Linked DNA regions of Macaca mulatta: region 1 is linked to region 2. A link is a contact called in public Hi-C data. All regions are on one chromosome and are shown on one strand. The core of a region is the stretch at or near the end of the contact, and the rest is flanking DNA. Distances in the headings are between cores, read along the strand shown.

Region 1 (6,481 bases), core at 1,160-3,659, 100 kb after region 2:
AGGTGGAGGTTGCAGTGAGCCTGATGGCGCTACTGCACCCCCGCCTGGATGACAAGAGTGAAACTCTTGTCTCAAAAAATAAACATACAGGCCGGGCGCGGTGGCTCACGCCTGTAATCCCAGCACTTTGGGAGGCCGAGGCGGGCGGATCACAAGGTCAGGAGATCGAGACCACGGTGAAACCCCGTCTCTACTAAAAATACAAAAAAAAAAATTAGCCGGGCGCGGTTGTGGGCGCCTGTAGTCCCAGCTACTCGGGAGGCTGAGGCAGGAGAATGGCGTGAACCCGGGAGGCGGAGCTTGCAGTGAGCCGAGATCGCGCCACTGCACTCCAGCCTGGGCTGGGCGACAGAGCGAGACTCCGTCTCAAAAAAAAACAAAAACAAAAACAAAAACAAAAAAAACAAAACATACATATACACACACATACACACACACACAGAGGCATAGGATAGTTTGCTACAGTTACTAAACATAAGAATATCCTTTTTTTTTTTTTTTTTTTTTGAGATGGAGTCTCGGTCTGTCGCCCAGGCTGGAGTGCAGTGGCGCAATCTTGTCTTACTGCAACCTTTGCCTCCCGGGTTCAAGCGATTCCCCTGCTTCAGCCTCCCGAATAGCTGGGACTACAAGGGCATGCCATCACGCCCGGCTAATTTTTTGTATTTTTAGTAGAGGTGGGGTTTCACCGTGTTAGTCAGGATGGTCTCGATCTCCTGACCTCATGATCCGCCCGCCTCGGCCTCCCAAAGTGCTGGGATCGCAGGCGTGAGCCAACACACCCAACGAAGAATATCTTATTTTCTTGAGGTTTCATCAGGCTTCACTTTGCCAGAATACATCTATCCCATTTTTCAATAACTAGATCTGGCTACCACATTTCCTCAGTTTTAACGTGTGTGTTTAAAGAGACAGGGTCTTGTGTCGCTCAGGCTGGAGTGAAGCAGCGGGATAAAAGCTCACTGCAGACTTTTTCTGTCTATAAATCTTCAACACTTGGCTGCGCTGCAATCTCTCTGAGCCTGCCCGATTCGCGAATCGTTCTTTGCTCAAACTGTTAAATTTAACTTGGCTAAGGTTTTTCTTTTAACACTTCCTACTAACGCTACAGCCTAAAACCTCTCCGGCAAAGTGCTTTTTCAGGTGGCAACGTACCAATCCCAACAAGTTTGTGGGAGTAATGAGGAAGAGGACTAACTCTCTATTCTTTCAGAAAAAGGGTTAGGCACAAGGAGCTCTAAAGGCTTGTCCGAAGTCTGCTGCAAAGTCACAAACCACTCAGAACCAGGTCTTCCCACACCCAATTACTTCCAAGTGATACTGTATCCGATTACCCCCATTTTCCAAGAGATAGTTTATTTTTTCCCTCTTTTCCCCTCCCCACTACACTTCCCACTCAGCCCTTTTTGAAATACAAAATAACCTCTCAACTCCCCTCACCAGACCAATCTCTACAGAGCAAATTCATCTACGAGATCCAAGACGCAACTCCCAGCTCCGGGGGTAGCCGCAGAAGGGTAAGCCTTTGAAAGCATGCCCACTTGACCACTTTTACAACTTATTTCTGCTCAGAAAGGCGTCAACTACCCGGTAGATAAGGCACCAGCTAGCAGAAACCTCTTGCTCATTTCCTCTCGTACCTTATAAAATGCCCGCTTTTTTGCTCCAAAGGCGAAGCTGCACAAATGTGCCGCTTCCTCCAGGCTGGCTTCGGAAATAAAATCCCTCAGGGCTCGCTCTTGTTAATTGGCCTCTACGTGCCGCGAGCAACTAACTCGCTTTTCCGTTAGAGCACTCTGAGGTCTGGTCAATCTACCCCACAGGAGAGCAGAGACCAGCACAGCGACCCCAAGGAAGGCTTTTGGCTTCACCCCGCCTAAGTCCTCAAAGTCAGCGCCTGAAGCATATCCTTGCCCCCACCGCCTGCCTCTGGCTGTGGTCACTTACACTTACAGGTAGTTCGCATCCACTGTAGCAGCGCCTGGCGGTCGGCAGGAACCACAATGCGAAGCCGCCGCAGCATCACTCCCTGCTTCGCGGTGGGAAATTTTACGTTGTAAGAGCAAGAGGCACAGGCACTGGTTGGCATTGCGCATGCGCAAGCAGAGACCGCCCCACCCACCGCGGAACCCGCCTCTAGTCTGCGAAGCCCTAAGTCCCACCCCTCTACGGAGGTTTCTCTTTCGCCCGGGAATCTCTGCCTACAGTCACACCTCCATCTCTCATCTTTCCGCTTTTAGCTGGGAGTGCTCCGCCTAATCACTTTTCTTAAGGTGGATCGTCGAAGCATGACTTCTCCCCCGAAATCACATCCCTAGACAGCCTCCTATTTTACCACTAACTTTACTACTGCAGTTATTCAGCGGTAGGAAACTGAAACCAAAAGCCAATCGATGCAAATAAACATCTAAACTGTTTCAGGAGCCGCGCAGAAAGAACGCCGCGGTGTGCCCCGGAAGCGGAAGCGCATCCTCCTCTAGAAAGGCTGGACTACGCGGAGTGGTGACGTTTCCTCATTGGGCGGAAGGTTCGGTGGCACTCGTCGGTTTTCCAGCTGGTGGGAGTTGGCGACGCGGTGCTGGGCGTTGGGACCCTACTTTTAGTTTGGGAAGTTGGGTTGTGGGGTCATACCTGTCTGTCTGCTCCCAGTTTTCTTGGGTTTTTTCCCACGGCGTGGGGCCTCGCTAAGGAATTCCCGGCCCCTTAGGGCCACGGCGTTAGCGGTGTCTTTTGCGGTAAGTGTCTGGTTTTTCCCGTCCCACACTACGGAGGGGCAGCTAGGGGCAGCCCCAGCGCTGCTCAGGAGGCGAGAGGCTCTGGGGGAAGTCTGCCTCCCTGGCCACCGGCAGTCGTTACCGAGACTGAGGTTCTGTGGCTCTTCTTTATCCCTTGTCTTCCATGAGAAGTTTTATTAAAGATGCACTGTGACCCTTTTGAGTTGTCTGCCGATTTACCTGCGCCAAATAAGATGTAGGCAGTTGCAGGCCTGACTCTTCGTTTTGCTTTCCTGAGCAGGAATTTAGATGAGGCTACTTCCCCGAAAATCTTTCTACTGGTACCAGACTTTTATTTTTCCTGTGTGTGTGTAGTGCTTAACACAATGTCCTGCGTGTAGTAGACGTTCAATAAATGAATATAGAATATCAGTTGAATGCCAATAATGATTTAAGATAGATCGATAGCTCTCTCTGTACCATTTGACGCTGCGACCATCCATTTCTTGAAACTTTCCCCTGCTGCCTTTCTTCATGCTATCCTCACCTGATTGTTTCATATGCTTAATTTAACAAAATATATACTTGTTCTTGGCTACAAGGATACAGAAATGAATAACAGTAACTCTGCTATTGAGAAGCTAACGCACATAAATATACATGATATCAAGATGGGTAATGAGAAACACTAGTTACGTGTAAAGAGCTATGGAAAGCTGTGGGAGAGCTAAAGTGCTCCTTAGGTGCTTTGTGACCCTCAGCCAGTTTCTATTCCAATCTAGCCTCAATATCCTCATCTACCTAATAGGCTTGTCATGAGGAAGAAAGGAGATTAGGTAAGAGGTTTGGTTTGGTTTGGTTTGGTTTAGTGCCTAGAACATAGCAATGGTGATGCCAAAGGGGAGGGAAATATTTCCCTCAAATCCCTTTTCCTCAGTTTTTTTATGTGGCCAACTGGTATTTTCTACCTTAATATAGAGATTATGCAAAAGCATCTTCAGGCCTTCCTTCCAGATTACTCTTCTCACCCGATCTATTTGGAAATTCTGGACCTGCCACAGGATTACAGTAAGATAAACATAAATGTAGCTTTTTAAAAATTGATTTTCTTCTATGTGCCATGGAGAAAGGGAAAGGCTTGAGCATATGCCTCTTATCCCTCTTCCTTTTTTATTTTTCACTCTTCCTTTTTCTTTTCAACTTTAAGGCCAACCATTTCCAAGGAATTCTTTTGATTTTCGTTTTAATTTTCTTCTTGGTAGCATTTTGTGTAAAGATTCTTTTATGGTTGACCTCATAGCCAAAAAGTATCATAAAGAAATGATTCCCGGTGTTTTGAGTTATTACCTCTTGTTGTTAATTGACTTTTTTTGGTATACTTTTTTTGCTGTAGAACTATGAATTGGTGCTGTGGTATTTACATAAAATGAGTTTTAAAATTTGAAAAACAATTACTTTAATGAAGAGAAAGTTGCTTGATACTTCTTGATATAATTGAATATAACCTTTGGTGCTAAGTTAAGGCAGAGGTGGTATGATGCATTATTTATCCTTTGAAGTCTTGTGTTAAACTGTTATATTTGATTGGGAGTTAGAACTTCTGTCATGCTGGGACAATTTCTGGAGTACATAGTAGGTGTTTAATGAATGAGTAAATGAATACAAGTGGCAGCTCCATCCCAACCTCTAGTCTGTTGACTAGTTGCACTGTAATTCTCACAAGGAGCACTTTGGAAAATAATTTTCCCTTAATAATAATCTCAGTCATTACTAAAAATTGGAAATTAGAAAAAGGTATAAGAAAAATAAAAATTGCCGGGCCCAGTGGTTCACGCCTGTAATCCCAGCACTTTTGGAGGCCGAAGCAGGTGGATCACGAGGTCAGGAGTTTGAGACCAGCCTGGCCAAGATGTTGAAAACACATCTCTACTAAAAATACAAAAAATTAGCTGGGTGCGGTGGCAGGCGCCTGTAATCCCAGCTACTCGAGAGGCCGAGGCAGGAGAATCGCTTGAATTCAGAGGGCAGAGGTTGCAGTGAGCCGAGATTGTGCACTCCAGCCTGGGCGACAGAGTGAGACTCCGCCTCAAAAGAAGAAAAAAAAAAGTTGCTAGTTGCTCATCATCCAGATATGACAAATGTTATTTTAACAGTTTATTAAAATATAATTCTTGGCTGGGCAGGATGGCTCAAACCTGTCCCAACACTTTGGGAGGCCGAGGCGGGCGGATCACAAGGTCAGGAGATTGAGACCATCCTGGCTAACAAGGTGAAACCCCATCTCTACTAAAAATACAAAAAATTAGCTGGGCATTGTGGCACTCACCTGTAGTCGCAGCTACACGGGAGGCTGAGGCAAGAGAATCACTTGAACCCGGAAGGCAGTGGTTGCAGTGAGCCGAGATCGTGCCACTATACTCTAGCCTGGGCAACAGAGAGACTCTGTCTCAAAAAAAAAAAAAAAAAAAAAAAAAAATATATATATATATATATATGTATATATATATATAACTCACACACATAACTCTTACACAGTTCACCTAAAGTGTACAATTGAAAGGATTATAGTGTATTTACAAAGTTGTGCAACCATCACCATAATCAATTTTCATACATTTTTATCATCCCATGAAGAAACCCCATACCTATTAGCAATCATTCCCTATTTTACTCCATCTCCTGAGCCCTAAGCAACTGTTAATCCACTTTCTGTCTCTATAGATTTACGTATTCTGAACAATTCATATGGAACTATAATATGTGGTCTTTTGTGACTGGGTTTTTTCACTTAGTTTCGAAGATTAATCCATGTTGTAGCATGTGTTCAGTACTGCATTTCTTTTTATTGCCTACTGATATCCCGTTGTATTTTATTCTACGTTTTACTTATCCATTCATAAGTTGAAAGATACTTGGGTTGTTTCTACTTTTTGGCTATTATGAATAATGCTGCTATGACCATTCATGTACAAGTATTTGGATGATATCTCATTAAGATTTTGATTTACAATTCCCTGATGGCTAATATTTTTTAAATACTTGTTTTTAGACTGTGTTTAACAAAATATGGATTATATTACATATGCAGTTTTGTAGTCTGCCTTTTGCATTTAAGCCTGTTTTTAGCATTAGCAAGCATATTTTACAAAATAATTTTCCTAATTTTTGCTCCCCTTTTTACTCCCCCCAAAACCATAATTCTTGGGAAACCTTGCTTAAATTAATATACCTAGAAAATACAATCCATGTTAATATATACCAAATTATTATTGGTTGTTACCATGGTATGGGAGCTGGTAGAATTAGGGGAATTATATTTTCTACCTTAAATATTTTTGTAATGTTTCAACTTTTACAATGAACGTATGTCATTTTGTAATCACAGAACATAAAGGTGAATTATTTCCCTGTGGAATAAGTAGATTCAGCATGAAAAACACTTCCTAAATTTGAAAGTCATAATTAACATTGTAAAGTTAGTCATTAAAATATATTTTACTAAGCTGGGTGCAGTGGCTCATGCCTGTAATCCCAGCACTTTGGGAGGCTGAGGCGGGCGGATCACGAGGTCAAGAGATCAAGACCATCCTGGCCAACATGGTGAAACCCCGTCTCTACTAAAAATACAAAAATTAGGTGGGCATGGTGGCATGCGCCTGTAGTCCTAGCTACTTGAGAGGCTGAGGCAGAAGAATTGCTTGAACCTGGGAGGCGGAAGTTGCAGTGAGCTGAGATCACGCCACTGCACTCTTGCCTGGTGACAGAAC
Region 2 (6,936 bases), core at 1,483-3,982:
TGTGAAAATTCTTCTGTATTTCAGCATTTCAGATTTCTCCAAGGTTAGAATAATTCGGCTCAAGAACCAAAGTGCATTAAGAATGTTTAATTCACAAAGGATAACAGCCATATTCATCCTACCCTCTAAGGTGAGAAAAGCCCCTTGCTTATATGGAAGGAGAAAACAATTTGAAATTTAAGCCTATTTACTATTTTGTTGGTACTCTCAATTTTCTTTTTAATCATAATTGTTAGCAAGGCCTATAGCTTTAAAATCCTTAAAAAAAATCCTTATCCAATTACCTAATCCAAGTTCACTTAACTAGTTATGAGAACTCTATTTGAGTAACAAAACAAGTCTCTACAGGAGCAGAGCAAGACGTACACTCCTACTTAAAAGTACTGTCTGATGAAAAGCACTCTATTTACTTCTCTAGATATAACATGTTTAATGTGAAACCCTTTCGGTGGAACTAAAGAAAAACGTTTACTTAAAATAAATGCTCAAAGGAACTTTTCTAACCTCACTATTGATTTCTTAGGTGCAGTTTGTCCAAAACCCTCCCTCGGTCAAGCCCCCACTCAGAAAAGGTGCCTTACACGCAACGTTACTTGGTTGCTATTACACTTGGTTTCCAAGTCACAAAGGGATTCCTTTTCAGGGGAGAGAATAAAGCATAAGAAAAAGAGAGGATCACCCTCTTGGAGTGATTGATCAAGTCAGGTTCTCACTTAGAGATCCTGTTTAAACACAAGACGCTAAAACACACCATCTTGCTCCGTGTCACAGGACCAGATCTCTCGGGATAAATTAAGCGACGGGCTGAAAATGTAGGAGCTGAAACTACACCAGCAGCAGCTCCGCGTTCTTATCAAAACAATAGCGAGTGGCACATGTCAGGCAGCCCACATGCGCAGGGGGATAAAGCGGCGCCTGGCTGAGTCTGGAGTTGAACTTGTCTTAACCCCCTCCCCCAACACCCTCCACCGCGCTCCCGGCTACGCGAAAGTGAAAACGAGGGGCGCCTAAGGCCCTGCTTCTTCCCCCTTCCTCTTCCCCTTGCCCAGCCGCGACTTCTTCCTCACTGATCTCCCGGGGGCGGAGACGCTGAGTTCCCCGGAGACGAGAGTTAGTCACCAAGAAGAGGCGGTGACAGAGAGCGCGGCTCCCGTCGCACTCCGAGGCCTAGCAGCGCCGGACGGGAGGCCGCCTGCGGAGGCTCTCGCGTCCCGCGTCCTCCACCCCTGGCCCGCAGGGACGCTCCCTCCTTCCCTTCTAGAACGAGTCTCAACTCCGCTCCTCTCCCCTACCCCAGGCAGCTCCAACGTCAGACCCCACTCCCGACTGAGAAAACGAAGCCCAGCCCAGCCGTTTCCTGCCCACCGGGGCAGGAATTCCCTCCCCCGACCCATGGACTGCGGCCCCACGTCGCTGACCCTAGCGGGGATCCCCTCGGCCGCCGGGAGGGGATCCCGGAACTGGCCCCGGAGTGCGCGTGTGGCCGCGGCGGGGAGGGGCGAGGCGGGGAGTTTCCGCCGCCCCGCGGCCAGGAGGGCGGGAGGGCGACAGCAGAGGCTAAGAGCGGTTCCCGAGGCCGGCCGGGGACCCCAGCCTCCTCCGCCACGACCAACCCGCGTTCCCCACGCGCGCCGCCGCCAGTTGGCCCCGCGCGTTCTCCAAGTGGAGGCTAGGAGGCAGAGAACCGCGGGCCCGGGGCCACCCGTCACTTTCAAGTCACCCCGCCAGAAGCCCAGGGCGAGGAAAAGGAGAGAGACAAAAGGGCGCTGGGGAGGGAGTCCCCACACCCCCCGCGGCCCCGCACCCTGCCCAGCTCTTACTCGTAGTGGCGGAAGATCTCGTTGGTGACTTTACAGTAGAAAACTTCCTCGTCGGGCCGTAGGTCCGCGGGCGGCTTCTGTCTCACAAACGGCTTTCGGTGTAGCAGCGGCATCTCCCGTCCGCCCGCGGGCTCGCCCGGACCCTCGGCCGCCCGCGCCGGCCCCGCTTCCCTATCAAAATTGGAGGGAAAGGAAAGCCGGTAAGGTGGGGAGCGCTCGGCGGCAGCGTGGGCCGGTCCGCGCGCCGGGAGAAGCTCGGCTGCCTTTTGTGTGACTGACGGGCCGCGGCCGCTACCGGAGCCGAGTTCGTTCCTGCCGCTGCCCGGGCGTCGAGCGAGCGGAGCCGCCGCCGCCCCTTTCCCCCGAGCGCGTCCTGCCTCCTCGCCCAGCCGCTGGCTCACAATGGGGCAGGACGCCCCGCCGCGGGGGGCAGTGCGGGAGCGGCGGCGGCGGCCCCCTCCCCCAGCGCCGGCTCCCCGCCCGCCGCCGCCGCCGCCGCCGCCGCCGCCAGGCTCACAACGTGCTCGGCGCGCAGCCGGCCGGCCGGCCAGGGCGCTCGCCGCGGGCGGACCCCAGCGCCGCTCCGCTTTGTTCCCGGCTTGCCTCCACTTCCCGGCCGGCTCCCGAGCGACCCTCACCTGCGAGCACGCCGACTGCCACTTGTCCACCTTCTCCACTACAAAGGCAACGAGGGGAGACCCCGTCCTCTCAGGGGACCGCCTCTCTCCGGCCCCGCCGCGCCCCTGGCCGCCACTTCTCCCGCTGCCACTGCCCGACTCCGCGCGGGGAATTGCGTCCCACCGCCACTTCCCCGCCTCTCGGAGCTCCTGGGAAGTTTCTGATCTACTTTCGGCTCTGAAGGAGGAAGAGCTGTTGGGAGGAGCTTTTCACTCCTCGCTTCTACCTTTTTATTGGCTACTCGATGACTTTTACAGCCTGTCACTGATACAGGAAGAGACAGCGGAGAGCCTGGGAGAGCTACATTATTAATTAATGGAGCAACCCCTCGTGAAGATTCAGAAGCATCCTCCATGTTTGAGATTATCAGCCAAAAGATCTAGGGAAAGCGCTGGCGGTTCATAAACACATGGCTAACAAAGTATATCCTTGAAGTCTGCCACCGACGCTTGACTACACGATGGGAAAAGGGATTCCAATTACGATTTAACTTGTATTTTAAAAATGAGAAAAGAAATGAATAAGAAAATTTGTTGCTATTTTTCTTCTTCCAAATTAGAATCCGTATCTCTAAAAATACTTTGCATGTTTAGTAAACATCTGTCTTGAACTAGAAGATACCTTGACATCAGTTCTATTTAATACTTATGGCAATTAAAAGGTTTAGAGAGCAGAGGAAAAGACCAAAAAAAAAATGTGTTACAAAGTGTCATCATGCTTGTAGGACCCCAACATTCTTGAAACTAACACACCTTTAAAAAGTAATATTTACAATGCTGTAAATATTTGCAAAGTATCAATGTTTAATTCAATTAGAATTTTAAGGATTATGGATTTACTAGCGAAAATTCCCCTAAAGCAACTTTCCCATATCAGTAATTTTTATTTAGGGAAACAATTTTAATGTACATAATACATGTGACCTTGGAATTCAATACAATTTTCGAAACTAGAAGTGACTCAGAACGTTCACTGGATGTGTTTTAAAGTCTTTTTTGATACTGTCCTTAACATTTGCTTATTTGAAATTAATATGAAAGAATGAAGCTAAAAGTTAGTTTTAAAAACGGTTATTCAGGCCGGGCGCGGTGGCTCAAGCCTGTAATCCCAGCACTTTGGGAGGCCGAGACGGGCGGATCACAAGGTCAGGAGATCGAGACCATCCTGGCTAATCCGGTGAAACCCCGTCTCTACTAAAAAATACAAAAAACTAGCCGGGCGAGGTGGCGGGCGCCTGTAGTCCCAGCTACTCGGGAGGCTGAGGCAGGAGAATGACGTAAACCCGGGAGGCGGAGCTTGCAGTGAGCTGAGATCCGGCCACTGCACTCCAGCCTGGGCGACAGAGTGAGACTCCGTCTCAAAAAAAAAAAAAAAAAAAAAAAAAAAAAAAAAAAAAAAAAAAAAAAAAAACGGTTATTCGACAAAGTTAGTTTTAAGAACCGTTATTTGACAAAGACGTTATTCCTATTACCAATACTGCGGAATGATAATTACAGAAACAATGTGGGATCCGTTTTATAACTTCAAATTTAAGTTCATTTGTACTTTGGAGCAGAAAATGGAAGAAATCTAAATCAAGAGTTACTTTTTTATCTTTCAGGCTGGTTTTAATTGTTCATACACCTAACAAAATAAACATTTGTGAAAGGCGTTATTCTTTGGGTGTTTTAAAATTCATTAATACTATTAATGCACCTTACTATACAGAAGTCACAGAAGTTAGAAATGCTCTCAGTAAGTAGTAAATATATACTTTAGTATCGATAAACTCTTCAAATAAGAGTTTACAGATTTGATTATTTTTCTTTTCTTTTCTATTTTTGGAGACAGTCTCACTCTGTGCCCCAGGCTGGAGTGCGATGGCGAGATCTCGTCTCACTGCAACCTCTGCCTCCTGAGTTCAAGCGATCCTCCTTCCTCAGCCTCCGGAGTAGCTGGGATTACAGGCGCACACCACCACGCCCAGCTAATTTTTGTATTTTTAATAGAAACGGGGTTTCGCCACGTTGGCCAGGGTGTTCTCAACCTCCTGATCTCAGGTGATCCGCCCGCCTCGGCCTCCCAAAGTGCTGAGATTACAGGCGTGAGCCACGGTGCCCGGCCAAGATTTGGGGTTTTAAACCTGTCTCCAACTAGTATACTGAGTGACAAGTTAGAATTCCCTGCCTAGAAAGTATTTATTAGGCCGGGCGCGCTGGCTCATGCCTGTAATCCCAACACTTTGGGAGGCCGAGGCGGGCAGATCATGAGGTTAGGAGGTCGAGACCATGCTGGCCAACGTGGTGAAACCCTGTCTCTACTAAAAGTACAAAAATTAGCTGGGCATGGCAGTGGGTGCCTGTAATCCCAGCTGCTCGGGAGGCTGAGGCAGGAGAATCGCTTGAACCCGGGAGGCGGAGGTTGCAGTTATCTGAGATGGCGCCACTGCACTCCCGCCTGGGAGACAGAGACTCCGGCTCAAAAAAAAAAAAGGGAAGTATTTTTATTGATCTATCAGGTGAAAAATTTAGAGCCCACAAAGGTAAACTCAAAAGGGGGACTGGGAGAATGGATAATTTTCAACCTATATTGAAGCATCACCCCACAACTCAAAATCCCAACTTAACAGTTAAGCTAAATAAAGACGAAATTCTTTCTGAATACTTCAGTATTTATATTTACTAGATCTTACTGTTCAATAAGTCATTCAAATCATGATCTAAAGTCGTTATTTTATTATTAAATACAAATATTTAAGTTGGATTTTTTCTTATACTAGCTTAAAATTTTATTCCATCAAAAGCTATCATACTCAGTTTTCTCACAATCATACTCAAATTTCAATACTGTCATAACTCATTTCTCTGAATTATATACATAGGGTTTATTTTAATGATTTGTGACATTTAATGAAATACGGTTGTTCATTGTTATTTCAGAACAATGTAAGTTTAGAAAATTATAATTAACATGTTCAAAAGTTTAGTTTTAATGTGTTTATAATAATCAAATTAATAGACTACCTAAACTACCTCATGAAATAACATTTAAAGTATTCTACGCCTTCACAACTAAAAGTTTACCTAATTTATGACCTACTTCTGCATTTTGGCATCATAATTTCTTCCCTGCTTTGCTAATTACTACTTCCTGGCTTTTGAGAATAAAAAGCTCATTGCTGTATTCAGAAAGTAGTTAAAGAATCCTGTCATAACATAGGACTTGGTGTAAAAAATTTTTTTGGAAATATTGTCAAGGAAACTGAAAGCTAAAGTGGCACAAAAAAAGAGAAAGCAATGATATTAAAATTATTTAATTTTTAACAGTTTAATGAAACATTTGTCAAGCTCCTTTTGTGTGCCAAGACACTGTACTAGCTCATGTAAGGGATACAATGTAAATAAATGTATCCTGGCTTCAAAAAATGTATAATCTTATAGGAAAGAGACAATGCAAATACAACCAATACAAGAATTATGTGAATCCTGATGATCATGAATAATATAATGCAAAAAGAGAAGTAGAAAAGATTAGAATAAAATGTAGAAGGAAGACCCTAGGATCAGTCCTAAATGAAGTCATCCACAGGGCATGATTTGAAGGGCAACAGAGAACTCATGCTCCAACATATCCTCACCGGTCTCAAGAGACAACCCTATCAATCTCCATTAGTCATCCTTCAGCATGAAGACATGTAAAATGTGAATATTCTAGTTAGGCAGGACATATATTAATATAATACTATCAAGACATAGTTTGATTAAAATATCAATTTGGAGACACATACTGCCTTAGAAGTAAAGACAAAATAAGACTATGGGCCAGGCCAAGTGGCTCACACCTGTAATGCCAGCACTTTGGGAGGCTGAGGCAGGTGGATCACTTGAGGTCAGGAGTTCAAGACAAGCTTGACCAACATGGTGAAACCTCGTCTCTACTAAAAATACAAAATTAGCTGGGCGTGGTGGCACACACCTGTAATCCCAGCTACTTGGGAGGCTGAAGTAGGAGAATCACTTGAACCCGGGAGGCAGAAGTTGCAGTGAGCCAACATCACGCCATTGCACTCCAGCCTGAGCAACAAGAGCAAAACTCCATTAAAAAAGAAAGAAAAAAAAAAAGACTGGAATTTAAGTTTTATTTTTTATTTTTGAGACAGACTCTTGCTCTATCACCCGGGCTGGGGTGCAGTGGCACAATCTCAGCTCACACAACCTCCGCCTACTGCGTTCAAGTGATTCTCCTGACTCAGCCTCCTGAGTAGCTGGGATTACAGGCGCCTCCCACCACACCCAGCTAATTTTTGTATTTTAAGTAGAGACGGGGTTTCCCCATGTTGGTCAGGCTGCTCTCAAACTCCTGATCTCAGGTGATCCACTCGCCTTGACCTCCCAAAGTGCTGGGATTACAGGCATGAGCCACCGCATCTGGCCCGGAATGTAAGTTTTTAAAGTTGGAG

What was found. A called contact is a pair of places that touch in the nucleus more often than the background predicts.
Region 1: a Hi-C map of liver shows a contact between it and region 2, with 3 times the contacts expected there. The contact joins the promoter of LOC144330214 here to the promoter of BAZ1A in region 2. A contact is called at or near these places in 4 of 14 Hi-C or Micro-C datasets (fetal cortex germinal zone, fetal cortical plate, fibroblasts and 1 more).

The regions. Positions count from the first base shown.
Region 1 is chr7:108,102,172-108,108,652 of T2T-MMU8v2.0, forward strand. It overlaps LOC144330214, which reads right to left and starts at 2,410. Exons shown (of 4, transcript XR_013396197.1): 1 at 1,954-2,410. SRP54 (signal recognition particle 54) reads left to right here and starts at 2,519. Exons shown (of 16, transcript NM_001260852.2): 1 at 2,519-2,735.
Region 2 is chr7:107,997,717-108,004,652 of T2T-MMU8v2.0, forward strand. BAZ1A (bromodomain adjacent to zinc finger domain 1A) reads right to left here and starts at 2,733. Exons shown (of 26, transcript XR_013396176.1): 1 at 2,459-2,733; 2 at 1,821-1,991.